Regions from separate parts of the Gossypium hirsutum genome. Here region 2 is linked to region 1. A link is a contact called in public Hi-C data. All regions are on one chromosome and are shown on one strand. Each heading gives the region's core, a stretch centred on a gene start, on an enhancer-like site or on the middle of the called end of the contact. The rest is flanking DNA. Distances are from core to core; before and after follow the strand shown.

Region 1 (4,672 bases), core at 738-3,237:
CTCTTTTCACCTTGAAATTTTAAGAAAAAGTGAGCTGAAAAAATTAGTTGACGTAACAAAGAAAATAGTGATTTATTTGGATCTCCTTCATTTGTTTATTAGAGAACTTATTTTACTTTAAATCATAAAACTATTAGATTTTTTCTTATAATATATATATTCGATAATGTTAAAGTCTACAGTAGTAACCACAAGAATATTTTCAATTAATATTCTCTGAAGCAAATGTGTCCTTTCTGTTTTAGTCAGATTCTACCCAACTTATATGGTCGATTGACTCTCAGACCATCAACTAGTGCATATTTTAGACGGATTCTACCCAACTTCTACAATCGATTGACTCTCAGACCATCAACTAGTGCATAACCAAAGGGAATATACAGAAAAACCAACAGCTGGTAAATGCAAATGGTTTAAATCAGCATATCAGTCATGGAAATTGCTAATGCCAAAGCTCCAAATTGCTTGAATATGACATGGATCACCATGTCTGCCTACCCGAGGCACATAACCGTCAGCATTGCATTCATTAATAATTAAAATCCCTCAATTTTCAGCATAATTAAACCTAAAATAAATCAGCATGTACATATCTAAGGTGCATGATCATCTAATTTAGTCATTTGCTTTCATTAGGATTTTCAAATTCCTTGAACTTCTGACAGCAGCAGAGAACCTAGCATAAATTAACATTTTTGTATGTCTAACAGACATAATTGTCACCATTACTTTTATTAAAGTATTTACATTCCTTAATTCGAACCTAATCAAACGTCACGTAATGCACCTTATATTCTTGACTAAGAAAGTAATCATTCTGATTACTTTGCATACAAAACTAACATAAATCAGTATATCTCCATATTTGGGCTACACACATAGCACGGCAACATTGATTACAACATTTAAATTCCTCAAAGCTACTAAATAATGGAACCTTACACTAACCAACATATCTGCATCCTTAAAACACATTTAAATGCCTTAAAAGCTGTGAAAGAAAGGAACCTAAGATTAATCACCATAACCGCATTTCAAAGGCAAGCGATAATCAGATTATTTTTACTAATGCATTTTAATTCTTCAAATTCCAACCTAACGAAACCAAGTATAAATCACCAGTTATATGTCTAAAACAAACCATCATCACAATAACTGTTAAAACATAAAATTTTAAATTTCTCAAAGCTCCAACACGATAGAAGCTATCATATTTGCAATTATGTATATATAAAGCACAAACCATCCACATTTTTAAATTTCTGGCGCACCAAAGTACCATTCAACTAACAACATTCAACTTCGTGAGAAAATAAAAACTCCATGTAAGCACATTAATTCATTAAAAAAAATTCAAAACAATATCTAGAAAAGTACAACAAAACAGACTATGAAATCAAACAAATATGAAATGAGGAATGAAAAGGAGAATTTTTTTTTTAAAAAAAATTAACAAGAAAACAACGAAACTCGAATAAAACATTTGCATGCAATAAAAAGAGCTCCGAAAAGAGTTGCGATCATACCATTTCTCGCCAACCTTACAATCAGACTCGTCTTCACTCAATCAAAAACCAAGCTTCTTTCACCCTCCAAAACACCTTCAGAAATTGAAAAGACAAATTAATCAAATCAATAGACCTTTAGTCACAAATTTTGCATGCATTACTCGATTCAAAAAAAGGAAATATTAACATTTCTTTGTATTTATAAAAATAAGGTTAAAAAACCCAACTTTTGTTCAGTTTTCTCTGAATTTTACATAGAACTTAAACCGTCTTTTGCAAGCAATGGTGTGAAACAAAAGCCTAGAAATTACAATAAATGAGCGAGTCTCTAAGCTAATACCTTTTCCGGAGAGATCGCCGGTAAGACTTCCCGGCTTGAACTCACCGGAGATAATCAACCGATTTTTTTTCCTTTTTAATTTTTTTGAAGTGAAAGTGAGTAGTACGGAATACATTGAAAAAACGACTCAGAGCGTCCCAGCCTTTAAATAGGAAAGAGAGAAATTATATACTGTACTGCCGAAGGATTTTCAATTAATGGACTCCTTAATTTCCATCCGACACGTGGAGTCAATCGTGATTTGGGTACCAGTTGAGAATGAGGGGAAAATCGTGGCCGTTAAAACATAAAATTTGGTCAGGGATAATGGCAACTTTGCCCTCTTTACTTTACCAAAATTTTCAATGTGATACCTACTGTTTCTAAATGGTCACTTTGCCCCTGTACTTTTATTCTGTAATCTAATCTGATACTTGGGTCTAACGGCGTTAATGCCTAACATGTGGATCGTTATTATAATGCCTCATGTCACTTTTGTAGAAAAAGATACTGATAGGTCATGTCAAGATTTTGAAATAATTTTCCATTTTCCTTTTACAAGGAAAAATACAAGTACAAAAACTTTAAACATTTAGATATCCTCAAGGGATAACCATTGCAGGATAAAACAAGAAAAAAGAAAACATATTAAGTTTCATGGTTGTAGGTTTAGAGAGGCCATTTCAAAAAACTAACTGGTGAAAGGCTTAGGATCAGTGAGAAGAAGTTATTGTCTAATTTGTAAGATGATCAAGTAGTTAAAAAGCCAAATCGAAAGTTTGGAAGTATGAAAGTTTGAAGTTGGATTTGGTGATTTCGAACTTGAGGTAATCATGGGTTGGATTGAGTTATAATAAAATTTTAAGCTAGTTTTATAAGCTCGGGTTCAGCTTGATCCGAAAATGGGCCTAAAATTTTGCCCAAGCTCAGCCCGAATGAAAAAGCTAACATTTTAAGCATTTGGTTAAAAATTAATATCACAAGATACCATAAGTGCTTAACATACCAATTCATGTCACATTAGGTAACAATCTCCAATTCTTATTCAATCAAGGGATAATATACTCACATACTTATCAAAGGCATTACCTAAATCAATGTTTCTTGCTCAATTTATTTAATAACTTGCCATTTGGATTATCAAGTTCAATTCATCCCATTTCAATTTTTCATTTTTATATGAACTTATTCGCCCGATGAAACCTAGTAAACGGACTTGGATACATAGGTATCTACACTACACCAATTGCTTGTCTGAGCTGAACATATACATATCAGGTTATTCATCCAGGCTAAACATTTATAACTACACATCAGGTTATTTGTCTGAGCTAAACTTGCGACACATATAATTGAGAATTCGCAACAAATGTTGGCTCTAATCTCGACCATTGATGTTAGGGGTGAGCAAAATTCAATTCGACTCGAAAAAATCGAAAAAAAATTCGAATTTCGAGTTAAATGAATCGAGTTATTCGAATTAATCGAATTATTCGGGTCAACTCGAATTTTTTTCGAATTTCGAGTTCGAATCGAGTTGAGTTTTTAAATTCGAATAACTCGAATAATTCGAATATCAAACTATAATATTTTACATTTTTACCCCAAGCTCTCAAACCTTTTACTTTTCTCTCAAAACTTTTACTCCTTCCCACTTTCCCCCTAAAACTTTTACTCCCCTCCCATCCCAACCCCCAATCTACCCAAAATCCATTTCTCACCAAAATTTTACTCTCCCATTTACTTTTTCTCAAAAATTTACTCCCAAAAACCCTCAAAACTTTTTATATTCCCCCAAAATTGTTACTCCCTCCCACTTTCCCCCTAAAACTTTTACTCCCTTCCAAACTCACCTCCTATCTACCCCAAACCCATCACCCCTCCAATTTTTTTTTAATATTTTCCCTCCAAAATTTTACCCCCCATTTACTTTCCCTCAAACTTTTATTCCCCAAAACTTTTTATTTTCCTCCTAAACTTTTACTTCTCACCCTTTACTTTCAAATAAAAAATCAAAATTATCCAAAAAAATCACTAAACATAAATAGTAATAATTTTATTTATATATACTATTTATATTATTAAATTTCACATTTTATATTATTTATATTATTGAAGTGTTTAGTCATATTGACTATTTATATTAAAATTGGATTATTAATTATGCCATAAAATATTCGTGCTAAAATTTTATATTGGTATCAATTTCACATTTTATATTTAAAATAACTTTTATTAAAAAATCACATTTTTACATTTAATATTTTTTTTAATTCTAAAATACATAGTGACAAGAATTTGAAGATAATTGAAACAATTAATCAAGCAAAAAAGCTAACCCGTATATAAAAGATTAATAATTAAATTATGAGATGATGAAAGTTAAAAAATTTTATTAAGGTGCACAAATTTTATTATGATAGGTGACAGTTGTTACAAGGACTCAAATTTATTTTTTAAAATTTAACTCGAACAAATATATTCGATTCGATTCGATTTGATTTGAATTCCATCTCACTTGACTCGATTTGAGAAAATTTTAAATCAAATTAGGATGATAAAATATGATTCGTCAACTCGATTAACTAAAAAAATTTTCATTTGATTTGATTCGATTCGATCGAACGCTCACCCTTAATTGATGTAACTCAACCTGTACCATCGGTTTTGAGGGAGCTCAACTATAAATAGAAGTCTTCCCCCTCATTTGTATTCACTCAATTGCAATCCTTCATAGTAATTGAATACTATTACGAGCATTTATTCAAACACTTGGTGTGCGCTATTTTTTTGTGGCTTTTTGTTCGTTCATAGTTTCTTTTGTCTTTCGAGTTTGCTTCTGCGT
Region 2 (5,031 bases), core at 595-3,094, 660 kb before region 1:
GTCAAATTTTTACTTAAGCCTACTCATATTTATAAACAGCTAACATCGGTCCATTTTAGATCCACTTATGTTATTTTTTATTTTTTAAAAATCATATTATTTGGCCAAACTATACCCAAGGTCACTAAACTATTAGTAAGTTTATGTTTTGGTCGCTCAACTTTAAAAATTTATAAAATGGTCACTAAACTATTTGAAAGTTTTCATTTAAGTCACTGAGTTGTTAAAATCGCTACTATATGGCTCTTTTTGTTCACACGGCCTGCACCAAATGAAAGCTCTTTTTCTCTTCTCTTCTACAATTTATTGTTTTTCAAGAAACAACTTTGAATGCCACCAGTTTGCGAGCCAAACTCCAAGCAGCTTTTTTCTTCGATCTTTGACACTAATTGCTGGATCAACTTGAATTGAAGGTATGTTCTTCTACTTGTTAATGGATACTGATCCATTGTACCGGTCATCGAATCGTCACTTGGAGCTCACTAACCAAACTTAAAAAAGAAACTTAACAACTAGTGACTTAAATAAAAACTTTTGAATAATATGGTGACTTAAAAAAAACCTTTCAAATAGTGAAATGATCATTTTGTAACTTTTTGAAATTGAGTGACCAAATCGTAAACTTACTAATAATTTAGTGACATTTGGTGTAGTTTACCCTATTATTTTTAATTTAATATCCAATATATTTATATGTTTTCGTTTAAGCCACTTAACTTTTTTTAATGTTTGCATTATAGCATTATAAATTACTATATATTTAATCTAAATAATATAGAAAGTGATTCAAGCAGACTGGGCTCGAGTCTTGAATATTTGAACTCAAGTTTGACCCATATTTTAAACAGGTCTACTTTTTTTGCTTAATCTTATTTTCTGAGGTTAATATTTTTGTCCAAACCCTCTCTAATTTCGGACGAACTTTCTAACTTGAGTGGATAGTTTAACCATTGAACTAGTTTAAATCAAGACAGTCAACTAAATTAAGTATTTTCTTAATGGAAACCAACTGAATTAAGTTTTTGCATTATTTCAATGATCGTTATAAACAAGGGCAACGATAGGGGGTTGGTAGGGACCCCGACCCTCTAAAATGATAAATTTATATTTTAGCCCTTTAAAATTGATAAAGTTTTAAGTTAATACATGGTAAAATTACACTTTGTCCCCTATTGATAAACATTTGATTTAATTCTTTAAAAAATTATAAAAATATAAATTATTAAAATGGTAGCATAATCAAATTGATTTTCATCAAGACCTATTATATCATAAAGCTTAAATTCTACTATTAGTCCTTGTACTTTATGAAAGTTGTGGATTTAATCATTGTACTTTAATTTGATTATTTTTAGTCCTTGTACTATTCAAATTTTAATATTTTAGTCCTCACCAAATGATAATGGTTAAATTCATTAAGTTATGCTATTCTCAAAATATGATGTAGCAAACATATCATCATATGTGTAATGTCATGTTAACTTGTTAGTTCCACATATTCATCACTAAAAGTCCAATTAATGGATTAAATATTGTAATTACATCAAGATTGAAATTTCAAAATTTGAAAAGTATAAGAATTTAGAATGATCCAATTGGAAAATATAAACTAAATCTACAACTATATGCATAGTACAAGACTAGTCATTGAGTTTAACAAAACATATTCAATTTCTAGTGTTTGAGTCAATATTAAAATTTTAAAATTCAAAAAGTATAGAACTAAAGTTGACTAATTCTAAAAGTATAAGAACTAAAATTGATCAAATTAAAATATATAAACTAAATTCACAACTTTCTCAAAGTACAAGGATTAATAGCAGAATTTAACCTGTAGTAAATCTCGACGGACCTAAACACTCAAAACCCTTTTCTCGGCTTCCTTTCCAAAATTGTATGTCATCATAATCCTCTATGGGATCAACTTTATCCTGCTAACCAATCATCCCATATCCAGCTCCGCACTTGCTCACTCCGTCGAAGGCTTTGTACATCAAGAGATCACAAAGCCTTCTCAATTTCCCCCTTGAAATTAATTTTTCAAATTCAATTTTGATGAATTCTTAATTTGTGTAAAGAAGAAAAAAGGAAATACTAATCGGAAATGTTTCCACAGTTCGGAGCGACTGCGGAGACGTTGAGCAAGGCGTCGACGATGGTGTTCCGGATCGGAACCGATGCTCACCTCTACGACGATCCGGATGACGTCAGCATAGCTCCGCTTTTAGATAGTAAATTCGATTCGGAGAAGTGTGAGGCTCTCAAGCGACTCCTCGCTCTCATCGCTCAAGGCTTCGACGTCTCCAATTACTTCCCTCAGGTAATTTGTTTTTCATTTTTTTATTTCTTTTTATTGAATGAACTCTGAAAAAATTACTTAAAATTTAATATTGAAGTGATCTGGATTTTGTAATTTCATTCAGAGGACCTTTTTGACTGCTGATAAGGTTTCTGGAAAGTGTAAATAAATTTAAGTGTTTGAAAGTTTAAATATCATTGTTTAATAGAAGGTGTAGTGAACTTATCACAGGATAATTGAGAAAGAAAATTAAGCTATCGAGTGTTGTAGTTATAATTCATTGGATCTTTATTTATAGCTGTACTCTGATTAGTTAAGAAATGGTTGAATCGGGTCTAGGAGTGTTGATAAATACAGATAGCTGTTCATAATTGCATTCATGATATGAAATCAGGGTTTGGTAATGGATACTTTTAAATCTTATATTTGTTTGTTAATTGAGGTGTACATATGTTTTTCATCTCTCTGGTTGCTTGAATTACAGGTTGTTAAAAACGTGGCATCTCAATCTTTGGAAGTAAAGAAACTTGTTTATTTGTATCTACTGCATTATGCTGAAAAGTATGTTTCGCAAACTTCTCTTACAATATTCTTTTTATTTTCCTATGGTTGCTTCCATATGTTAAGAAGCAATATTAGTAAATGAGGGAATATTAGTATGAACAAAGAACATGCTTGCTTGAAATCTATCTCTAATTGCACTGGATAGAAACGGTATCAAGTTTAATTAGTTATTAGATAAGAGTAGTTATTAGTTATTAGATCATGGTTTTTAGGCACTTTTCAAGTTTAATTAATTACAATTCATTTTGAAGAACTTTTCTTTTTCTTAATAAAAGCAGTGCTTGAGATGGTGGAAACTCATTAGTTTAAAATAATAGTGGCTCAAAGGAGAGGTGATGAGTGACCTGGATTGTATTTCTTGTGTTAAAGCAGGTACATTGAACTTATTGTTAATGTTTCTGTGTTTAATTTTGTAGGCGTCCCAACGAAGCATTGTTGTCAATTAATTGTTTCCAGAAGGATTTGGGGGACCCTAATCCCTTGGTGAGAGCATGGGCACTTCGCACCATGGCTGGAATTCGTCTTCATGTTATTGCACCTCTTGTTCTGGTGGCTGTGGGCAAGTGTGCTAGAGATCCATCTGTCTATGTTAGAAAATGTGCAGCTAGTGCTCTTCCAAAAGTACATGATTTGCGCCTAGAGGAACATACCTTGGCAATTGAAGAGGTTCAATTGATAGATTTATTTCTTCATGGTTATTTTTGCTTTCATGTTTTCCACAATTTATTATGACCTTACTTTGCTACGACTCGATTTCCATTGTTAAGATCAGTCAAAAACTGCTTCCTTAAAAGGTTTGGTATTTTTGGACAGAAGGTTTTAGACTAATTTGACATGCAATATGCAAAGATAATATCTTTTCATCTTTTGTGCCTGCATTTTTCAGGAATTTTTTTACCTAAATAAACATTCATAGATTTGTGCTTCTTTACTTGGACGTTCAATTTTAGATGTCTTTAGTAGCATGACACGTTAGACATCTATCTCTTGTTATAATACATTTCGATTGGGTTGGATTTGTACCATTAATTAATTATACTTTGCAGATTGTTGGGATGTTGTTAAATGACCGCTCCCCTGCCGTAGTTGGTGCTGCTGCTGCTGCATTTGCTTCTGTTTGTCCATATAATTTATCTTTGGTCGGGAGGAATTATAGAAAGTTATGTGAGATTCTTCCTGATGTGGAAGAGTGGGGTCAGATAGTCTTGATTGGAATTCTTTTACGCTATGTTATTGCAAGGCATGGGCTAGTGAAAGAATCCATTATGTTTTCTCTGCAATGTACTGAGAGCTCACATTCTGCAAAAGATGGTTCAGATGTTGACTTTGGACTAGTTAAGGAATCCACTGACTTGAGTGGGACATGTGATTCTGAATTTTTAAACACAATTTCCAGGTGCTATATGGAGGGTCCGGATGAATATTTATCTAGGTCAAGTTATGCCAACAGGGAGTCCTTTGAATTAAATGGTGCACAATTTACATCTGGAAAAAGTAATGATGATGTCAAGATCCTGCTTTATTCTACATCTCCCCTGTTATGGAGTAACAACAGTGCTGTGGTACTAGCAGCAGCTGGTGTACACTGGGTTATGGCACCAAAGGAGGATGTTAAGAGAATCATTAAACCACTCTTGTATTTGCTGAGATCCTCTAATGCCTCAAAATATGTGGTATATTACATGTCCTTATTTCTTCTATTTCATGCATTTACAATATGACATCTTTATACTGTTCTATGTTTATATGAAACTTGATAGGTAGTTGTGCATAAAAACACGATGTAAAATATGCACACATGTATGTATCCATGAATGTTCTTAGTTGGATGCTTTACTTCATCGTGGAGTTCTCTATTTCAATGAGCATCGAAGATTTTGCCTTGTTTTGTTCTTGCTTAACATAATTTCAAGAAGTTTTTGATTCTGTAGTGTCTTTATGTTATGAATTACACAAGAATTATTACTACAAAGTTCTTTTTTAAGGTTATATTATGGTTTGGTCTTGCTCCATCCATACTGCCAGTAGCTGCATATGTGATGTGGATAATGCCACATTACATGGTTTTTATATAATTGGAGTTCCATACTTTAATTGTTCTATGATTACTACTCTTGTGACATTTCCTTTGGTATACCCAATTCTTAGATTTTGGTTAATCTTCCTAG

Evidence for each region. A called contact is a pair of places that touch in the nucleus more often than the background predicts.
Region 2: a contact with region 1 is called in a Hi-C map of leaf, with 3 times the contacts expected there. The contact joins the promoter of LOC107897306 here to the promoter of LOC107960087 in region 1. A contact is called at or near these places in 2 of 34 Hi-C or Micro-C datasets (both in leaf).

What each region holds. Positions count from the first base shown.
Region 1 is chrA05:40,777,703-40,782,374 of Gossypium_hirsutum_v2.1, reverse strand. It overlaps LOC107960087, which reads right to left and starts at 1,987. Exons shown (of 6, transcript XM_016896297.2): 1 at 1,849-1,987; 2 at 1,527-1,601. The coding sequence starts at 1,529.
Region 2 is chrA05:41,441,463-41,446,493 of Gossypium_hirsutum_v2.1, reverse strand. LOC107897306 (AP3-complex subunit beta-A) reads left to right here and starts at 1,844. Exons shown (of 11, transcript XM_016822720.2): 1 at 1,844-2,320; 2 at 2,784-2,860; 3 at 3,280-3,529; 4 at 3,910-4,536. The coding sequence starts at 2,105.